Linked DNA regions of Sus scrofa: region 1 is linked to region 2. A link is a contact called in public Hi-C data. All regions are on one chromosome and are shown on one strand. Each heading gives the region's core, a stretch centred on a gene start, on an enhancer-like site or on the middle of the called end of the contact. The rest is flanking DNA. Distances are from core to core; before and after follow the strand shown.

Evidence for each region. A called contact is a pair of places that touch in the nucleus more often than the background predicts.
Region 1: a Hi-C map of liver shows a contact between it and region 2, with 4 times the contacts expected there. The contact joins the promoter of GYS2 here to the enhancer-like site in region 2. A contact is called at or near these places in 1 of 5 promoter capture datasets (liver), 20 of 47 Hi-C or Micro-C datasets (alveolar macrophages, embryonic fibroblasts, fetal heart ventricle and 9 more) and 2 of 2 datasets of contacts at active chromatin or transcription factors (alveolar macrophages and skeletal muscle).

Annotation. Positions count from the first base shown.
Region 1 is chr5:51,858,874-51,864,575 of Sscrofa11.1, forward strand. It overlaps GYS2 (glycogen synthase 2), which reads left to right and starts at 4,079. Exons shown (of 16, transcript NM_001195511.1): 1 at 4,079-4,453. The coding sequence starts at 4,336.
Region 2 is chr5:51,793,419-51,799,461 of Sscrofa11.1, forward strand. No RefSeq gene overlaps it. Among named protein-coding and RNA genes, the nearest start is that of LDHB, 14 kb to the right of the region's middle. Within about 2 kb of position 4,638, at least 2 of the 83 cell types and tissues checked have an H3K27ac peak or open chromatin away from gene starts, as enhancers often do. A contact at or near this core is called in liver, where this site is marked.

The DNA of each region.
Region 1 (5,702 bases), core at 2,829-5,328, 65 kb after region 2:
GTGCAGGCCAATCAAGCCTTTGAAATCCTAAAGGCTTCCAAGAAGACTGCAAAATGGTAAAGCTAATGGGTATTTTCTAAATGGATCTAGTGGCCTCTGCTGGAATACTTACCAAGGAAACCAAATATGAATCTTTATTTGTCCTTTCACCTCTTTTTACTGAATGATAAAATGTTAGTGCAAAATTGGAGATCAGGAACTTTCAAGAGATTTTTCTCCCATCTTGGAAACCCCGCTTCCCTTTCTGTCTGGATAACTGTTCCCTTTCACCTCCCAGCTCATCTATTTGTGCTTTTAGCTCAATTCTTAAAGGAGAATATTCAGGGATGTAGGAAAGAGAAATTTCTCTGAATTCCCCTCCAAATATTACTGCATAAATGATTGCTGTTCTTTGCACAAATATCTGAAGGAAGCGGCTTCATCCACATCTCATGGATAGATGTAGGTATATCCCATGGACATATTTCATATGGTTCCATTTATTTCATTTCTGTTGACTCAGCGAGCAATGTTGAAAAGGCATTCACCTCTAAACAAAGTGGCAAAGTGTGTCCTCGTGTTGGAAATAATATGTTCAAGGATTTTATATTAGTCCACTTTGAGGGGTCGTTGGGAGATGCTGTGTTATTGAGAGTGTTGGTATTTGAAGCAAATCCTTGGGTGAGAGCCCAGGACCAGGAATTTCAAAAAACTAAAGTAATGAGAGTGAAAATCAGTGAAACAATCAGGAGGTGATCTGACTGAACTTTTAAAAATGTTTACCTATCCTCCCTATGGTATGACTATATGTATACATGTTTACCACAGAAAATTTTTAGAATCCAAGTAAACAAAAAAGATCATATAAATATTAGTCATAGTCATTACCACTGTAAGAATTTTATTTATATCTAGTCCAGTCTTCTATTTATATATCCTTCATGAGTAGAAGTGTATGTTTACTTTTTTTTTTACAAATTAATGTCATACTATTTATTTTACTTTATATACTACTTATTTTTATTTAGTCTATCATGGAATATTTTCATTGATCTATGTTTATTTCTTCCAAAACTTTTATGTAATTAATTACTTGAGTAGATAATATATGCATGTGACACAATGTCTAACAAATTCAAGAAGAGCAAGCCTCCTTTTTACTCCTCTCCAATGGTAACCACTAGTATTAGGGGAAATTTTATTTAACCACTATATATCTTATAAATAAGGCTGGAAGTTATTAAAGTAGTCAGTATAGTGTCAGGCACTACACTAAATCCCTCATACAAATGATCTCATCTCCATTTTAGTAAGAAAATCAAAACAAGTAAAGAAATTGGCTAAAGGTTCCATAGCTGATAAGTGGGAAATTGAACTTTGCCCCCACGAGTGATGAACTTACAACAAAGCATATAGTACCTGGCACATAGTGTCAATGAATTAAGTCTTACTTAATTGGATAATGTGAATAATGTGCACCAGCTCTCCTGAGGCTTGTTCAATCCTGGAAGAAGCAATCTCAGGATTGCTGAGACCAGAAACTGCAAACTTCAAGCTCTGTCTTAGCCCTGTCACCCCATTCTCATTTCTTGTCAACATGTCCTTCTGTTTGGTTTTATTGGAATTTCTATTTGCAGGACTCACAGAGGTCATGTCAACACAAGCGAATCATTTTGTGAAGCAGAAAGTCATTTGGGCTCCCATTTTTACTATTTTAATACTTGAATTTTTTGATTAGTTATTTAACCTTTTTCCTACCACTCAAATGAATGGATGATAAGCTATATACTTAAATTTACTTTAATAAACAAAGAATTAAATATGTCAATCATGGAAGACATATTTAATATACTTAATTCACATTGATTTATTAATATTAGATGATGAAATATGGTTTTCTCTATCTTGAGTCATTGAAATACTTATTAAGTAGGTAAGGCCAACTGTATAGAAAATGGCTAAAGATGTGAAAAAAGATTCTAACCTTTCTAACTCTTAAAAGTCAGAATCTTTTATTAGGTTATCATACTAGCAAGTAAGAAATTATTCCATGAGAATTCTGCTTGTAATTCTAATGTAAAGGATATTTTGTATAAATTTCAATTCTGTTGCTATTTGGAATAATAATGTAAAAATACTGATTGTAGGCTAAATCTGTAAAGTAAGGTATTTCAAAACTAAGCATACTTTCTGAATGTCTTTTTCTAGGAACAATATAAGATATATCTCTGTGTATAAGTAAATTAGCACATGCATATTTATATAAATACAAACACATATTATCAAGTTGATAATATTTGAGGTAAATGTACAAATATGACTAAAATTAATTTCTACAACCTCATTAAAATGGTGGTCTGATGATCATTGATCTGTTAAAATTACTTTCTTTTTATGTTATACTCAAAGTCATGCGGGCATTGGAGTTCCTGTTGTGGCTCAATGGTTAACGAACCCAAATAGGATCCATGAGAAGGAGGGTTTGATCCCTGGCCTCACTCAATATGTTAAGGATCTGGCATTGCCCTGAGCTGTGGTGTAGGCAACAGATGCGGCTCAGATCCCACATTGCTATGGCTGTGGTGTAGGCTGATGGCTTTAGCTCTGATACAACCCCTAGGCTGGGATCATCCATGTGCCATGGGTGTGGCCCTAAAAAGACCAAAAAAAAAAAAAAAAAAAAAAAAAAAAGAGAGAAATGCTGGCATTTATACTTTTTCATAGGGAAATTTCTTTGGGCCATGCCCGAGGCACACAGAAGTTCCTGGGACAGGGATCGAACCCACACCAGTGACCCAAGCTGCAGCAGCAACAATGCAATTCTTAACCTGCTGAGCCACCAGGGAACTCCATTCAGAAGGAATATTTTAGAAAAGTAATTAAGGAAAGGGGAACGAAGATCAATGCCTATTATCAAAATATAATTTGTCAATGTAAAATAAAACAACTAGAAATAATTTTTTTTTTTAGGGCTGTACCCACTGCACACTGAGGTTCCAGGCTGGGGATCGAATCAGAGCCATAGCTGCTGGGCTATACCACAGCCACAGCAATGCAGGATGTGAGCTGCATCTATGAGCAATGCCAGATCCTTAACCCACTGAGCGAGGCCAGAGATCAAGCCCGCAACCTTATGGCTCCTAGTCAGATTCTCTTCCGCTGAGCCAGGATGGGAACTCCAAAATAATTTTTTTAATGATCTAGAAATGAGAATCAAAAAAATAATATTTAGGAAATCTAAACGGATTAAAGGCTTAGAAACTGTCTCAGTCAATTCTTTGTTTTGTTTTGTTTTGTTTTGCTTTTTAGAGCTGAATCTGCAGCGTATGGATGTTCCCAGACTAGAGGTCAAATCGGAGCTACAGCTGCCGGCCTACACCACAGCCTCAGCAACTCGGGATCCAAGCCGCATCTGCAAACTACACCACAGTTCACAGCCACGCAGGATCCCCGACCCACCAAGTGGGGCCAGGGATCGAACTGTCATCCTCATGAGTCCTGGTCAGGTTTGTTAACCGCTGAGTCATGAAGGGAACTCCTGTCTCACTCAATTCTATGTGTAACCTAAAATGGTCTGCACATAGAGAACAGACTAGTGGTCTCCAAGAGGGAAAGGCTAGGGAAGGGATAGACTGGGACTCTGGGATTAGCAGATGCGAACTACTCTATATAGACTGTATAAGTAGCAAGGTCATACTGGATAGCAGAGAGAACTACGTTCAGTATCTTGTGATAAATTATAATGGAAAATAATATGAAAATGAGTGTATATTTATATCTAGCTGGCTAGCTGAATTTGCTGGACAGCAAAAATTAACATATTGTAAATCAACTATACTTCAATAAAATAAAATTTTAAAATATAAAAAATAAAAAAAATAAAATGGAATCATCTGCAAGCTTTATAAGGGGAATTGCTACTCTTGGGTCACTTTGGAAGTGATGAAATCAGCACTGGTGACTGTGTGGGTCTAGGATTTTGGTCAAGAGGACAAGGGCTAAAGGTCTGGACTCACGTCATGATCAGCCTCTGAGGATTCCATTCTCCTCATGGGTGCTTACCTAAGCCCCAAAACCGGGGGGTTTTTACTTGTGACTGTTCTGGGCTGTTTGGGTAGATATTGATTGGAGATCGTGTCCTCACTGGACCTTCCCAGAAAGACTGTATAAGGAACAGAGAATTCCACCTTCAATTGGGAATTCTGTGGGAAGCCCAGCGGATTTCTTTCTGCTGGTTTATTCCTCTGAGAAGCTACCAAAGCTTGTGATCTACCAGCTCTGAATCCCTGCATCAAGTGCACCTAGGATTGCAGTTCCTTGAAAGAGGGCTTCCAGCGTCAGAGAACTGAAGGAAGAATGCTTCGAGGCCGGTCCCTATCGGTGACATCCTTGGGTGGGCTGCCTCGGTGGGAAGCTGAGCTTCCTGTGGAAGATTTACTGCTCTTTGAAGTGTCTTGGGAAGTGACCAATAAAGGTTAGTACGGCACCCTGAGGAGACTAGTTGCCAGACTGCCGGAGAATGTACATAGATTGGGATTTCACATTCTCTAGAGAGAATGAATTGCCAGCGAATAAGGAAAATGTTCAAACTGAATATGTTTAGATTACATTTAACCTTGTACATTTCAACAGGCAATGAAAACTTAGACGTGTGTATGTGTTGCAGGAAAAGTTGAAAATATGAGTCGTTGCCAGGGAATGTGCATTTAAAAAAATTTTGAAATTCGTATTACGACAAAACAATAATACACAGTTAATTTTTCTTTTTTTGGTTTTATGATTTTTCTCAGCACAGTTTTGTACTATATTTTAGGAAGAACGGTATTTTATCAGGACCGAGTAGAAACTTTAACTCCATATGCTGCTAGTCAGTATACAAATTATTAGACATTTATAATAATTCAAGGTTAACATGGAATTAAAGTTTTAACTCAGAAGCAACTCAGAAGCTTCTATTTAAGAAGAATGCCTGGGAGTTCCCGTCGTGGTGCAGTGGTTAACAAATCCGACTAGGAACCACGAGGTTGCGGGTTCGATCCCTGCCCTTGCTCAGTGGGTTAATGATCTGGCGTTGCCGTGAGCTGTGGTGTAGGTTGCAGACACGGCTCGGATCCTGCGTTGCTGTGGCTCTGGTGTAGGCCGGCAGCTACAGCTCGGATTCAACCCCTAGCCTGGGAACCTCCATATGCCTTGGGAGTGGCCCAAGAAATGGCAAAATGACAAAAAACAAAAAAAGAAGAAGAAGAAGAAGAATGCCTGGAATTTTTCTTTAATACTATATATACAGAGAAATTATAAAATAAGAAAAGAAATCAATTTTTAAAAATTTTTAATTTTATTTTAATTTGTTTTGCTTTTTAGAGCGGCACCCATAGCATATGGAGGTTCCCAGGCTAAAGGTCCAATTGCAGCTATAGCTGCTGTCCTACACCACAGCCACAGCAACACAGGATCTCAGCCATGTCTGCAACCTACACCACAGCTCACAGCAATGCCAGATCCTTAACCCACTGAGTGAGGCCAGAGATTGAATCTGCAACCTCACGGTTCCTAGTTGGATTTGTTTCCCATGCGCCACGACAGGAACTCCTGAAAAGAAATCAAATTGACAAAATTTAAATAATTCCTCAATAAGGTATGATCTCATTTGTATTGGATTGGAGAAGGCAAAGTAGAGAACTCTGACTTAAATGATTTTTATGGTGAAAATATCAGAAAAATTA
Region 2 (6,043 bases), core at 3,388-5,887:
AGTGGGTTAAGGATCTGGTGGTGGTGTGAGCTGTGGTGTGGGTCACAGATGCACTCCAATCTGGCGTTGCTGTGGCTGTGGCGTAGGCCAGCAGCTGCAACTCTGACTCGACTCCTAGCCTGTGAACTTCCATATGCCACAGGTGCAGCACTAAAAAAAAAAAAAAAAAAAAAATTATCCCATCTTCTCAGCAAAGGGTACTCTGATAGAGAATGGGTCTACCTACCCACTATTCTGTGATAATCTATGGGGGAAAAGAATCTGAAAGAGAATGGATATGTGTTCATGTATAACTGATTCACTTTGTGGTACAGCAGAAATTATCACAATCTTGTAAATTAACTATACTTCAATAAAACTTTTTTTAAAATCACATGGTTCAAAAGATACTTGCTAGAAGCATAATAGTGGTTTAGCGAAAATATTTTTTTCTGAAAATTCTATTTGAGTGATGCTTATAGTAAAAGCAAAAAGTAGGTAATTTTATTATGCTTTTATTGAGAGGGTTACTATGTTGCCTTTTAGTACATGTTTGCATTTAAAAGAAAATTGGAGTTCCCATCGTGGCGTAGTGGTTAACGAATCCAACTAGGAACCATGAGGTTGCAGGTTCGATCCCTGCCCTTGCTCAGTGGGTTAAGGATCCGGCATTGCCATGAGCTGTGGTGTAGGTTGCAGATGTGGCTCAGATCCCGTGTTGCTGTGGCTCTGGCGTAGGCTGATTCGACCCCTAGCCTCGGAACCTCCATATGCCGCAGGAGCAGCCCAAGAAATAGCAAAAAGACAAAAAAATAAAAATAAAATAAAAAAATTAGAAAATTAATGCTAAGTGAGGGAAAAAAAATAAAGGGGATGGGGCAGCTCCTTCTGATGGGTTCCTGAATGGTCACTGTTTGATAAGTGAATTTCTATAGCAAATATTTCCCATCTCCTTTCCTTACACTTTCCATTATTACTATTTAAATCAATATACACGTGTATGGTATAAAATTTAAAAAGCTACCAAGAGGAGTTCCTGTCGTGGCTCAACGGGTTAAGAATCCAAGTTTGATCCCTGGACTCTCTCAGTGGGTTAAGGATCTGATGTTGCCACAAGCTGTGGTGTAGGTCACAGAAGAGGCTCAGATCTGGCGTTGCTGTGGCTGTGATGTAGACCAATAGCTGTAGCTCCAATTCAACCCCTAACCAGGCAACTTCCATGGGTTCAGCCCTAAAAAAAAAAAGCGCTCCCAAAAGATATCTAGTGAAAAGTAAATTTCCTTCCAACTGCACCCCAGTTACTCAACTCCCTCCCCCAGAGCAACCACCATTAGCAGTACTCATAGTCTATGCATATAAAAATATCTTTCATTACGTTTTTGGATGTACATTCAAGATAAAGGATTTGCTTGTGGCTAAAATATTTTCAACCTCTGACAACTGCTGAAAGGAACAGCATGCCCAGGAGGCACTTCCACCTGGAGCAGCTCTAAGGGTTCCAGGCAAATCTCTCCAGGAAATAGTTGGAAACCGATGTCTGAGGCTTAGAGAGAGTTCTGGGTAGGAGGTAGAAATCAAGATTAGGAAACTGTTGATACCATTGGATGACGTAATACCCAGGCAGCATAAATAGAGAGAGGGAAGAGCCTGGCACCACAGCGGAATCAAGGACAGCAGTCACAGAAAGACAGATGCAAGAAGAGCTGTTGGCCAAGCCCAGGCAGGATCAGTTGAGGGCTGTCTTAGAGTGAGCTGCTACAGGAGAATGCCGTAGACTGGGTGGCTTGTAGACAACAAAATTCATATCTAACTGTTCTGGAGTCTCTGGAGTCCGGGAAATCCAAGTCAGGGTGCCAGCAGTGAGAGCCCACTTCCTGGTTCATACAGGGCTGTTGTCTTCTCTTTGTGTCCTCACATAGCAGAAGGGAGCACTCTGGAGTGGGTCTTTTATAAGACACAAATCCCAGGAGTTCCCGTTGTGGTGCAGCAGAAATGAATCTGACTAGTATCCATGAGGATCCCTGGCCTCACTCAGTGGGTCAGGGATCCAGCGTAGCCATGAGCTGTGGTGTAGGTCATAGACATGGCTCAGATCTCGCATTGCTGTGACTATGGTGTAGGTTGGCAGGTGCAGCTCCCATTTGACCCCTAGCCTGGGAAATTCCATATGCAGCAGGTGCGGCCCTAAAAAGCAAAAAAAAAAAAAAAAAAAAAAATCTCCTTCACAAGAGCTTCCAAGCTCATGCTCATCAGCATTCATTCAATGGCCTCACTTCCAAATACCATCACAAGGAGGATTAAGTTTCAACATGAATTCTGGAGGGACTCAAACAGCAGTCTATAACAGGGATGAATAAATACTGGTAGATTTTGAAACATCAAAGTAAGAGCAAATTTTGTACTCCAGACACTATTTAAAGGTACTATAGGATACTGAAAGGCCAATGCCATAGAATTCTGAGAGGAGAGGGATTCAAGAAAGTGTTAACAGCAGGAGTTCCTGTTATGGCTCAGTGGGTTAATAGCCTGACTAGTATCTATGAGAATGTGGGTTTGATCCCTGGCCTTGCTCAGTGGGTTAAGGATCCGGCATTGTTGTGAGCTGTAGTGTGGGTCGCAGATGCGGCTCGGATCCTGTGTTGCTGTGGCTCTGGTGTAGGCTGGAAGATACAGCTCCGATTAGACTTAGGAACTTCCATATGCTGCAACTGTGGCTCTAAAAAAAAAAGACAAGAAAAGAAAGTGTTCATAGCACATGAGAGACTTGAACAAATTTTGTCATCAAGTATTTATTGAATAGTTACCATGCTCCAGGAATGTGAGAATGCAACAATGAACAATACAAATTCTTGTTCTGTCCTTTCATTTTTTTACTTATTTATTTTGCTGCATCCATTGCATGTGCATGTTCCAAGGCCAGGGATCCAATTCAATCTGAAGCTGCAACCTACCCTATAGCTGAGGCAACACTGGGCCAGGGAACGGACCATGGGTCCACAGCAGCCTGTGATACTGCAGAGAAAACACTTGATCCTTAACCCCCTATGCCACAGCAGGAACTCTTCTTATTCTGTCCTTTTGCAGGTTCATGTCTTTGTACAACTCTAACTCTAAGAGAATGCCCTAAGATAAGTGTTCCTCATCACGCCGGTGGAACTTTCAAAGTAGAGACACCAGTCTTGGGTTGCCCTGATACACATAAATTATCCCCTTGACCTTAGGAGGGTTGAAAAGCCCTGTAAACATTTATTGCCCAATCTGCTCAAAACCTGCGCCCAGTATGTAAGAGGTTACGAATACAATAGGGGAAGTTTGCTAAAACACATCAAAGTTTAAAAAAAAAAAAAAAAGATAAAGATGAAAACAAAGGAGGAGGGAAAAAAGCAGCAGCAGGAACCAGCAAGAGGGTCTCAGGTATCCACATTTTCTTTCTTTTCTTTTTTTTTTTTTAATGTCTTTTCAGGGCTGCACTCGCAGCATATGGAGATTCCCAGGCTAGGGGTCTAATCTGAGCTGTAGCTTCCAGCCTACACCAGAGCCACAGCAATGCAGGATCGGAGCTGCGTCTGCAACCCACACCACAGCTCACAGCAATGCCAGATCCTTAACCCACTGAGCAAGGCCAGGGATCGAACCCAAAACCTCATGGTTCCTAGTCAGATTCATTAACCAGTGAGCCACAACAGGAACTCCCATCCACGTTTTCATATAATCTTCATTCATTCAACCATTTAAAAGAAAAATAAATCATTAAATGATTTCTGTTCTATGCCTGACTTTGCTTTAGGCGCTGAAAATACAGAGATGGAAGACAGGCCTCCCAAAGTTTGGGTTCACAGGTAAATTAACAGACTCTGCCTGTGGATAAGTCACTATAGAGGGGTACACCTTTCCAGAAAGCCTTTCCACAAGCTCAGGTGCATGATAATGCGGCCACCTGGATATGTGTACCAGGGGGAAAGGAAGTACTAAGAGAGTTGCTTCACCCTGTTGGAGTTAAAAAAAGATTCCAAGAATTTTAGATTAGAAATTATTGGTCCTCCTTTCCACAGAAAAGAAAATCATGGACTTGGAGAACAGACTTGTGGTTGCCAAGGGAGAGAGAGAGGGAGTAAGATGGATTGGGAATTTGGGGTTAATAGATGAAAACTATTGTCTTTGGAATGGAATGGATAAGCAATGAGATCCTGCTGTGTAGCACTGGGACCTATGTCTAGTCACTTATGATGGAGCATGATAATGTGAGAAAAAGAATGTATATATATATGTGTGACTGGGTCTCCTTGATGTGCAGTAGAAAATTTACAGAATACTATAAGCCAGCTATAATGGAAAAAATTAAAATCCTTAAAATAATAGGAAAGAAAAGAAATTATTATTATTATTTTTTTAACGATTAAAAAAATGTTTATAACATTCATACACATACACACACTCTCTTAAAAGCATCAAAGAGATAACAGGATAAAAATGAGGAATTGCTGTGCAGAGGTCTAAATGAGAACATGATTCCAAAAGAGGTGACCCTGATACTTGATGCAATGGTTGCCCCAGAAGCTTTTGCCAATTGGAAACAAATGACTGAGAGGCCAAGCTCACATCTAGTGGCCTTGCATGGCTGGAGACAAAAATCAGTCAGGGGCCTGCCATGGGTGAGAGACTGATAAACCAGCCCAACACCACGCTCAGCCTCAAAGAACTGCACCCCAGAAGTAAAAGGTGAACTGAAAGCAAACCAGCCCTTCCCTGAATGGTAGTCAAGCTCTGAGTCCTCCAGGTGCCCCAGAAAACATCATGCCCTAAGTATGAACTGACATGATCTCAGTTTGCTAATCCCTACAGGCACCTAGCAAAAGCAATAGAAAATTCTCCTTGGTGAATTACAAAACCACCTCATTTCGAATTATTGCTACAAATCATTTCATAAGTACCATATTCAACATACAAAAACAAACAAACGAACTAGACACAGGATTCTTTGAGCAAAACCCATCAGAAATAATAGTCAATCGAAATAGAGCTGGAGGAACTCCAGACTATAAAACAAATTACACTTAAATGGAGTTACCATTGTGGCTTAGCAGGTTAAGAACTGGACATTGTGTCTGTGAGAATGAAGAACAGGCACAAGGCTGCCCTTGCTCAGCAGGTTAAGGAGCCAGATTCCGCTCAGATCCTGAGTTGCTGTAGCTGTGTTGTAGGCCAGCAGCTGCAGCTCTGATTCAACCCCTACCCTGGGAACCTCCATATGCCCCATATGCAGACCCAAAAAAAGAAAAAAAAAGAAAGAGAACAGGAAGGCTAGTCAGAAGAAACAAACCTGAAAGAAGTGTGTAAAGACGGGAGTTCCTGCTATGCTGTAACAGGATTGGCAATGCCTCTGCAGTGCCAAGACACTGGTTCAATCCCAAGTCTGGCACAGTGGGTTAAAGGATCTGGCATTGCTACAACTGTGGCATAGGTCACAACTGTGGCTCAACTTTGATCCCTGGCCCAGGAAATTCATATGCCACAGGGCAGCCAGAAAAGAAAAAAATGAAGAAGAAGAAGTATGGAAAAAGAAAAGGATGGAAAATATAGAATAAAAGGTTACAGCTAAGGAAGTTTCAATAAGACCTTACATAGGTCTAATTGCAGTTCCAGAAGGCGAGAAGAGAGGGAGAGACCAGAACAGAGGCAATATCTTATTCTATTAATTTTTTTTCTTTTTTCTTTTATTTATTTATTTTTGCTTTTTAGGACACAGCTACAGCATATGGAGGTTCCCAGGCTAGGGGTCAAATCAAAACAGCTGCCAGCCTACACCACAGCCACAGCAACGCTGGATCTGAGCCGCATCTGAGACCTATACCACAGCTCACAGCAATAACCGGATCCTTAAGCCACGAGCAAGGTTGGGAAAAGAAATTATTGATTCTCCCTTGGTTGCAGTTTTAGGGCCTGTCCTGCACTTATTTTACCTTATTTGCATTTCCCCAACAAGCCAGTGTCATTCTTGAGTCCATTTCACAGATGAGAAATGTTCAAGGAGATTACTAACTTTGACATAGCAAACAATGGGAAA